Regions from separate parts of the Mus musculus genome. Here regions 1 and 3 are each linked to region 2. Evidence: chromatin contacts called from public HiChIP or PLAC-seq data. All regions are on one chromosome and are shown on one strand. Each heading gives the region's core, a stretch centred on a gene start, on an enhancer-like site or on the middle of the called end of the contact. The rest is flanking DNA. Distances are from core to core; before and after follow the strand shown. Region 1 overlaps Gm40446 (a long non-coding RNA gene). Region 2 overlaps Gm35189 (a long non-coding RNA gene). Region 3 has its middle 59 kb from the start of Gm35189.

Region 1 (2,700 bases), core at 156-2,655, 120 kb before region 2:
AGTTCTACAAATAAAACCCACATTCCTCTAAAATGTTTCCAGAGACCACAGAGGAAGGAAAAGAGACCCCTACAGTCTCCTGGTCTCCTGTCATCCTTTTCCTAATCTCCACCTAATTAGAAGTCCCCTGTTCCTACCCCTCTCTAATACTTCCAAAGACCAAGAATAATACACCTAGAGAAAAAGTCCTTGAAAATTGGCCATGTCATCTGAACTTTCTTGGCATTTCCTTGGGAGGCTGAGGGATTGGGAGTACAGAAAGTCAAATAGTGGGAAGTCATGAGGTCTTTTTGGTCTTTAATTGCTTCCATTACAAAAGAAAGAACTGCGGATTACTGAATTTTCTTTCAGCCCTGTCGTATTATATAGAAAATCTCCTCTTTCCGATCTTCTGCATGCATTAACCTGCTTTATATATGCAACACCTCTACTGGGATCATTGCTTCCAGCTGTGCTCTTGGAACTCACCCAGCTGGTGAAGAAGCTGCCTAACACACACATCTGCCTCAGGTGTTTTTGATTACTTTTTAAATTCCAAAATAATTTTTGTGTCACAGCCCTCAAAGTCTAGCCTACCTCCCAGCTTCATCTCCTGTCTCATGACTACAAATTCTAACACTTTGAACAAGCAAGACATAGAAGTCCTTTCTTTTCATATGCTCTTCCATTTGATTAGACTGACCCCCAAACAGAAGCATCCCCACACCTCCTCACCAACACCCTCTTCAAAGTTTACCTCAAATAGCACCTTCTCCAAGAAGGCCCTGTGGAATAACTTTACTACATTGTTTCTCATGCAGGATCATAATCACTGTTTACTCAAGAGAAGCAGGTTGCCTTTTGGTCTGGCCAAAGACTTGGTACTAATGGCATCACTGGTATAGGTGAAACTTGAGAAAGGGGCAGTTTTACAGAACCATACTGTTATTGGATCCTGTGGGAAAGTGGCACCACTTGGGGTGCAGTTGGATGAGCATACAGCAGCTCACTCGAGAGTGACCCTCTGTTGCTTTCTTTGTGTGGGTCAAATTGAGAGGAACTTTTCTAGGAAGGATAAATATTTTGGTGTTCAGACACTAGGCAGCCTGGTAGCCAAAGTGCTGTGAATACTCAGCTAGTGGCTTTCAGTGCCACTTGTCCAACAAGAAGTTTAGGTTTGAGAAAGAGCACACTAATCTTTTAGCAGGTAACCCTGAAAAGAACTCTTGGGACTGTTCAACAGACAATCCTATTTGTCACAACACGTTTTCTATACATATCCCCCAAACCCCAGCTCAGTACCTAGTACAGAAAGGCCGTCAAAAAATAGTGCCAGGTGGCATTTATTTCCTGTTCCCTACCCCTTTGTTTGTTTTAGGATGAATTGGCCCAGGTGTTAGACTCAAGTAAACTTCCACCCCCATCTCCCTGAGTGGCTGGAACCACAGGAGAGCCTCTTTACCATGCCTTAATACTGCTTACTGAGTGTCTAGTACATTCAGATAACTTGACATAATATATCATCAGTTCCCAAAACTGTCTATGAAAGATAAGAATTATTAACTAGACTGAAGACGTGGCTCAGTGGTTAAGAGTATTTACTGATCTTATAGAGGATATGAGTTTGGTTCCTAGTACCCAAAAGACTCACAACTGCTTGTTAAGTCCAGTTTCAAGGGGTCTGTGTCCTTTTCTGGCTGCCATGGCCCCCTGCACACATGTGGTACATATATACACACTCAACACACACACAATAAATATTTTTCATATATAATTTATTTTATTTTATGTTTGTTGGTGTCTTGCATGCATGTATGTCTGTGAGGGTGTCAAAAACCCTGGAACTGGAGCTACAGACAAGTGTGAGCTGCCATGTGGGTGCTGGGAATTGAACCCGGGTCCTCTGGAAGAGCAGCCAATGTTCTTAACCACTGATTCATCCAGCCCCCAAAATAAATGGGTACTCTTAAAAAAATTATTGACTGCATTTTATAATGATAAGAACCTAAATATCTCTCAAAGCTAGAGATATTAAATGTTGTACCTAAGATCATCTGCTAGTCAATAGAGCAGCTGGCATCTGAACCCACATATGTGTAACTGTGAAACCAGTATCCCTCCCCCACATTATGTGGCTTCTTAGTGTACATGTAGGTCTCTCTGACTGCCCACTCATCTTCATCCCTATCTTCATCTTTCTCTGGTTCCACTCCCCAGGGTGGATACTCATAACTGGTCCTGAAGCCCACGCCTGAGTGCACTTGAGCAGGCATGTGCTCTAGAACGAGGCTTCCTGGCTTCCCTGTGTTGTCACAGCTGTCTGGGTTGTCTTCTACTTTCTTTATACTCTGTCTCACCTGGGCTGACTTTCAGACCCAGTGAGTACTTGAAAAATATCGATCAAATGCTATCAGGAAACAACACGAGTCGGGACAGGAACCAAAGCTGATCCCCTGGCAAGGCCTTTGGGTGCTGAATGAACCAGGCTCAGTCAAGTCTGGAGCAGGAAAGAGCAGCCTTTTTGCTTGCAACGTGCCCAGGGAGTTGTTCAGAACAGGATGGCTCTGGCAACAGAAGCTCTTACATTCCCCAGGGTCTTGTAAGCCCTAGCAATCTCCATCTTCCTTCCCCTCCTCCCCACCAACAGCAGTTATTAAGCAGCCTAATTATTAAAGACGACGGGTGGAAGAGAAAGGTAGGAAATTGGAGGGTTGGATCAAG
Region 2 (2,700 bases), core at 126-2,625:
GAATGTGCACACGTGCCTGTAAGTGCCCCTTAGAGTCCAGAGAGAGGGTCCACGACCCTCTGGAACTAGAGTTACATGCAGTTGTAAGTTGTCCAACACGGGTGCTGGGCACTGAACCCCAGGACCTCTAGAAGAGCAGCAAGTTCTAAGCACTGAGCCATTTCTCCGGTCCAATTCTGTTCTCTTTTTAAAAGAACTATAATTTGGGGTTTAAGATACACTGTAGGTGTTCAGTTTAATGATCCCACATGGGTGTGTCAGTGAAGACATGCTGTGGCCATGTTTCATTGAATTAATGGTGCATTTTAGAGTATGAGAATTAAGGTTATAAATGTCAATAACAATATGGGACACAGGGCACCAGCCTCCATGTCCAGTGTCATGTCCCCCAGGTCACAATGTTCTAAAGCAGGCATTCTGACTACTAAATTCACTCTTCTTTTCGTTTAGAAGGGAAGAGCACAATAGTTCAGCCTTTAGAGTGGGCAGGCGTGATGCGTTGTGTTGTGTGGTTCTGGGATGCAAACCCTGGATCTCCCACAGGCTAGGCCAATACTGTGTCAATGAGCCACACCCCTAGATCCATCGTCTTCATCCTCCAGTCAAAAGAAGTCTGAACCAACCATTCTCTGGGCAATGGGTTTAACCACCAGAGAAGACGGCACTAAAATTAAGTGAAAATGAGTGAAATTGGAACCAGTCTCCAAACTGGGGTGAGGCCCAGCTGGCGCTGGGAGTTCACAGGCAGTGCACACACTGCCACCCCACATCCTCTAGTGAGTCAGTCACCTTCCTGGTTCCACATGAGTGGCCCAACGCTTCACACTTTCTTTCTCTGTCTCAGTTTCTCCCACCCAGCTTCTTGCCTGAGCAGTGTGTGGAGGTGAAGGAAGAAAAAGCTACACAGGCCTTGAAATATCTCTCTCTGCAAGGAAGAGCCAGGAGAGTATCGGGGCCCAGGCAAACTTCCTCCAGGCGCCACCCAAGCCAGCAGCGCAGAAGAGGTGCACTTGCAGGCCAAACCTTTGAGAACTCCTCCTGCTGACGCCAAGCTGCACAGGATGCCAAGAGAGCAGCAGTGCAAACAGAAACCGCGGTGCAGATCCCTTCGTGAAAACCCATTCGGCAGTCTGGCAAGCAGCCCTGCCCTCTGCTACTTTATTCCCTCGATTCATTGACGTAGATTCTTTCATATCATAACAGCAGCTGGCCAAACCCAGCTGGAATGTTTGGTAGCCTTCACCTCCTTCTTTTCAGGGTGAAGGTTGGAAAGAATCCTCTCAAAGAAGACCCACAATGCACTGCAGTAGGAAGGCTAATAGGCCCGCTCTACCCCCACGCTGGATGCACTTCCTCTTCCTAGCTCTAGGGGCGCCACAGCCATGAAGCTGCGCTGCTTTGTCCCGCTGGGGAGCATGCTGGTTGCAGGGCAAGGGCTGCTGCTTGGTAACCACCCCCACCTCACATATGCGAGGTTGATGCGCCTAAGGAGTGCTGGGATTTCACTATGGTTTATCCCTGAACTCATCCTGAAGTGAAGCACTGTGACATATTAGGAGGGTAGACATTTAATCCAACTGTGGAATTTACAGGAAGGGCTTTGGAAGGGTGAATAAGTGAATCCTGGCGGCTTTGTAGATAGAAGATGGGCCCGTGAGATGGTTCAGCAGGTAAAGGCTTGCGGCCAAGCCTGACAACTTGAGTTTCATCCAGGGACCAATATGGTAGAAGCAGAAAAACAACTCCAGCAAATTGTCTTCTGGCCGCCATACAAACACCTCAGCATATGCATGCCCACACAGAAATAAATCAAATAAAAAAATTTTTAATTAAAAATAAGAATAAAAGGAGGAGAAGCAAGGTGTGGTGGCACATGCCTGTAAGCCCAGCAGAGGCAGGAACGTTGCTGAAGGCTTTTGCCTGGTCTGCACAAGGAGTTCCAGGCCAGCCTCAGCTACACACACACACACACACACACACACACGTGCACTTTCTGTCTCTTCCCATGCAATGTTATGTGACGCCTCACAACTGTCAGCAAGGTCATCACCATGGCCAGATATAGTGACGAATGCCTGTAATTTCAGACATCTCTCCACCTGAGGGTAGAAGCAGGAGGGTCAGGGATTCAAAGCAATTTCAAGGCTAGCCTAGGCTACTTAAGAACCTGTTTCTAAAAAAAAAAGAAAAGAAAAGAAATATATAATTACCAGATATAACACTTTGGCCTTGCCCTCTCCGACTCACAAATCAAATTTAACCTCTTTTCATTATAAAGTAGCCTGCCTCTGGTATTTTATTACAGTAATTAAAATGGTATGTAACAGTAATGGATCTTGTTGTTGTTGTTGTTGTTGTTGTTGTTGTTTATTAAACTCCCATTTCAGAGTTGAACTTGTTGGGGACACCTATCCAAAGAGACTGCAGAGATTAGTCCTTCTCTGATCTAACGTACTCCATATCGCATAAAACTGTAGCTCCTTGCCCGAGTGATTCCAGTGTGCTACATTCCACATGCGAGTGCTGAGACAGAAGGATTCAACATCTCATTTACACAAGTGAACAATCACCACCTGCCCAGCGCAGACCATGGCACAGACGGAAAACTCACTTGCACACACTCGTCAAACCAAATTAGGAACATGTGGACACATGGGCAGATCAAAACCAAATCACTAAAACAGACATGCCTCCCTCCCC
Region 3 (2,700 bases), core at 61-2,560, 74 kb before region 2:
ATCCATGGCTTGAACCTTCTCTGATCTTGTAAGCTAGAATGAGGACTTGTGCTGGTAATAAAGGCTTCTTCCACTGAAGGCTATGTTTGAAGTTGTTTGGTTTGGGACTCAGAGGGTCTAGTCTTAGTTACTTATCTATTACCATGACCATGACAAAACATTATGACCAAGGCAACTTATAAAATGAAGCATTTACTTGGGGGCTCATGGTTCCAGGGGGCTAGAGTCTGTGACCGTTATGGCAGGGAGGATTGCAGTCCAATCAATTTAAGCTTATCCCGAACTAGATTACAAATAAATAAGACTCCGACTATGGTTATTTTATTTGGCTCTGACAATTACTGGTGGGTCACCCCTAATCTACTCTTCAGCCTGCCTACCTCCCCAGTGGTGTACCCCCAGATACTTGTTGTTTCTCCTGGCCACACATTCATGGTCCACCTCCCTCATGGCTTCTTCCTTTCTTCTCCTTCCTCCTTCCCTTCTGCTCCCACCTCCCTCTTCTCTCTTCCCCACCCCCAACCAAGTAACTCAAAACTCACCTACTTCTAATCCCTCCAGTAATTGCTTGTAGCCAGTTTTATTTAACCTGTAATTTCATATCAAGGAACAAGGTTTGTACAACAAAAGCTTGTAAACATGAGAATTCACTTGTAGGCCTAGACCTTCAGGTACAAAATTTGGCATTACAATGCAAAGCAACAGACCAAACCTCAACAGAAGATAGCAGTAAGCAGGCAGGCTTACTGACAGCAGCAGCCGAGAACTTAACGTGTTGAGACAAGGCAGAAAGGGAGCTAGCTGGGAATGGCCTAGGCTTTTGAAACCTCAAAGCCTGCCCCTAGTAACACACCTGCTCCAATAAGGCCACACCTCTTAATCCTTCCCAAACAATTCTACCAGCTGTGGACCAAGCATTAAATTGTATGAGCCTGTCTGGGTCATACATTAAAATCACCACGTTTAGTAACCTTGTGGCCTTGAATTAGTTCACTCCCCTAAGATAGAATCTCCCAAGTGGTAGGAAGTGAATGGCTCTGAACAACCCAAACAACTCAGTGCTCAGAGTGGCTGGGCAAGGCTCAGAGCAGCAAGAATCCTGGCAGCCTCATACTTTTCTTGACTTATTATATACATGTGTGTTTGTGTTTGTGTGGGTGTATGTATGTATGTAGATACTTTCAGATTTTCTATGTGTCATAATATAACAGTCATAATAAAAAGAAGGTAGGAAGTGGTAAGAGCCACATACTGAGCTGATGATATCCTGCCTCGTTACTGTGAAGATCACAGAGATACAAATAGGAAATGCTTGAAAAGCTGCCAGCACTTCAAAGCAGGAGGCATCGTAAGTGTCAGGTGGTGGCTACTAGCACAGTACAGCATTAAACTATTTCTCCAAACCTATTTTCTGGATCAGATCCCTTGATCAGAAGAGAAAAAATAAATCGACACAAAGAGATCAAAGTATTCCCCTTATTTCTGATATACCTGTTGTGAGCTGTGTAGGCAAGTGAGCATTTTAATATTGGGCCCCAGTATTGGACCCATTTACTCAGGACCATTTCAGGCAACTCTAAGGAGCTACATTCATCACCTGGAACTACAATGCAAAGAAAAAACCTGTTTTCTGTGGATGAAAAAGGAGGTTAGAGGGCTGGTCCATGCCTGTGAAGTTTCTTCTTCCAAACTTGACTATGGTAAGCATTCACATCTCTGTGGGAAGGAGCATGTGGCAGAATGGAAGGAGGACGGGAATGTGGCACTAATGGAGTAGCCATTAGAACCCTTCATGTGGAAGAATGTACGTCGGAACACTGCTTGAGATGTGCAGTTTCTTATGTCTGCTGTTCCTGGGCAAGCATGGGCCTACACACACTGGACTTTTACAACATTGCTAGTAAAAGTCCTGGAGCCCATTCCATTAGAAGCCATTTTGACATTTCTTTTATGGAGCCCAGGCTGATCTTGAAGTTATGATGCTCATTGCCTCGAGGAGGATGCAGGCTTTCTGACTCTCTCACCAAGCCTGAATCCTAGCAGGTGTTTCTACTGGATTCTACTAGTTCTTTTGGAGGCATAGCCCAAGACCTGCTCCTCTAACCCATCCATAAAGTTCTTCTTGAGATTGGCCTTGAACTTGCTGTGTAGCAAACAATTACCTTGAACTTCTGATTCTTCTGTCTTCACCTTCCAAATGCTGAAATTACAGGTATGTGCCACCATTCCTAGTTTAAGTGGAACTTGGAATCAAACCCAGAGATTTAAAAATGCTAGGCAAGCATTATACAAACTGAACTACATCCCTACCTCTTCATCCATGAATTTTTAAAGACCTAATTTAATAGAAATAAATGCTTTTCCATTTAGAGTGTTGTTGTGGTTGGGACATAAAGTGCCTCTCTAAAAGGCTGGTAGATTAAAGGTTTGGTCCCCAGATGGTGCTCTGTTTTGGAAAATGCTGAAAACTCTAAGAGGTGGGGCCTAACTGGAAGTAGGTCACTGGTGGGCAGATCCTTGGAGGTATTTTATTCCTGGGCCTTTTCGGTCTCTCTTTAGGATTCCTATTCACCAAAAGATGAGTAGTCCTTATTATAAGCTCCTCCCACCACGATATTCTACCTCACCACAGGCTCTAAAAACAGGAAAGCCACTGTGGAATGAAATATCTGAAACCACAAACCAAATTAAATTCTTCCT

What was found. HiChIP or PLAC-seq counts read pairs in DNA pulled down with a chosen protein or histone mark.
Region 1: an H3K27ac HiChIP or PLAC-seq map of large pre-B cells shows a contact between it and region 2, with 2.4 times the contacts expected there. The contact joins two enhancer-like sites. A contact is called at or near these places in 1 of 15 datasets of contacts at CTCF or cohesin (pro-B cells), 7 of 484 Hi-C or Micro-C datasets (B cells, the G1E-ER4 cell line, the HPC-7 cell line and 4 more), 6 of 115 datasets of contacts at active chromatin or transcription factors (CD8 T cells, the HPC-7 cell line, embryonic stem cells and 3 more) and 1 of 9 other capture datasets (embryonic stem cells).
Region 3: a contact with region 2 is called in a BATF HiChIP or PLAC-seq map of CD8 T cells, with 13 read pairs. The contact joins two enhancer-like sites. A contact is called at or near these places in 3 of 39 promoter capture datasets (HPC-7-derived erythroid cells, embryonic stem cells and hippocampal neurons), 4 of 484 Hi-C or Micro-C datasets (CD4 T cells, CD8 T cells, cerebral cortex and 1 more) and 2 of 115 datasets of contacts at active chromatin or transcription factors (CD8 T cells and effector CD8 T cells).

What each region holds. Positions count from the first base shown.
Region 1 is chr12:77,155,661-77,158,360 of GRCm38.p6, reverse strand. The region is part of intron 1 of Gm40446 (a long non-coding RNA gene); the gene reads left to right. Among named protein-coding and RNA genes, the nearest start is that of Gm40446, 35 kb to the left of the region's middle. Within about 2 kb of position 1,405, at least 16 of the 459 cell types and tissues checked have an H3K27ac peak or open chromatin away from gene starts, as enhancers often do. A contact at or near this core is called in centroblasts and pro-B cells, where this site is marked.
Region 2 is chr12:77,038,171-77,040,870 of GRCm38.p6, reverse strand. Gm35189 (a long non-coding RNA gene) reads left to right here. Exons shown (of 5, transcript XR_872836.1): 5 at 845-2,277. Among named protein-coding and RNA genes, the nearest start is that of Gm35189, 16 kb to the left of the region's middle. Within about 2 kb of position 1,375, at least 124 of the 459 cell types and tissues checked have an H3K27ac peak or open chromatin away from gene starts, as enhancers often do. A contact at or near this core is called in CD8 T cells, centroblasts, effector CD8 T cells and 1 more, where this site is marked.
Region 3 is chr12:77,112,266-77,114,965 of GRCm38.p6, reverse strand. No RefSeq gene overlaps it. Among named protein-coding and RNA genes, the nearest start is that of Gm35189, 59 kb to the right of the region's middle. Within about 2 kb of position 1,310, at least 29 of the 459 cell types and tissues checked have an H3K27ac peak or open chromatin away from gene starts, as enhancers often do. A contact at or near this core is called in CD8 T cells and effector CD8 T cells, where this site is marked.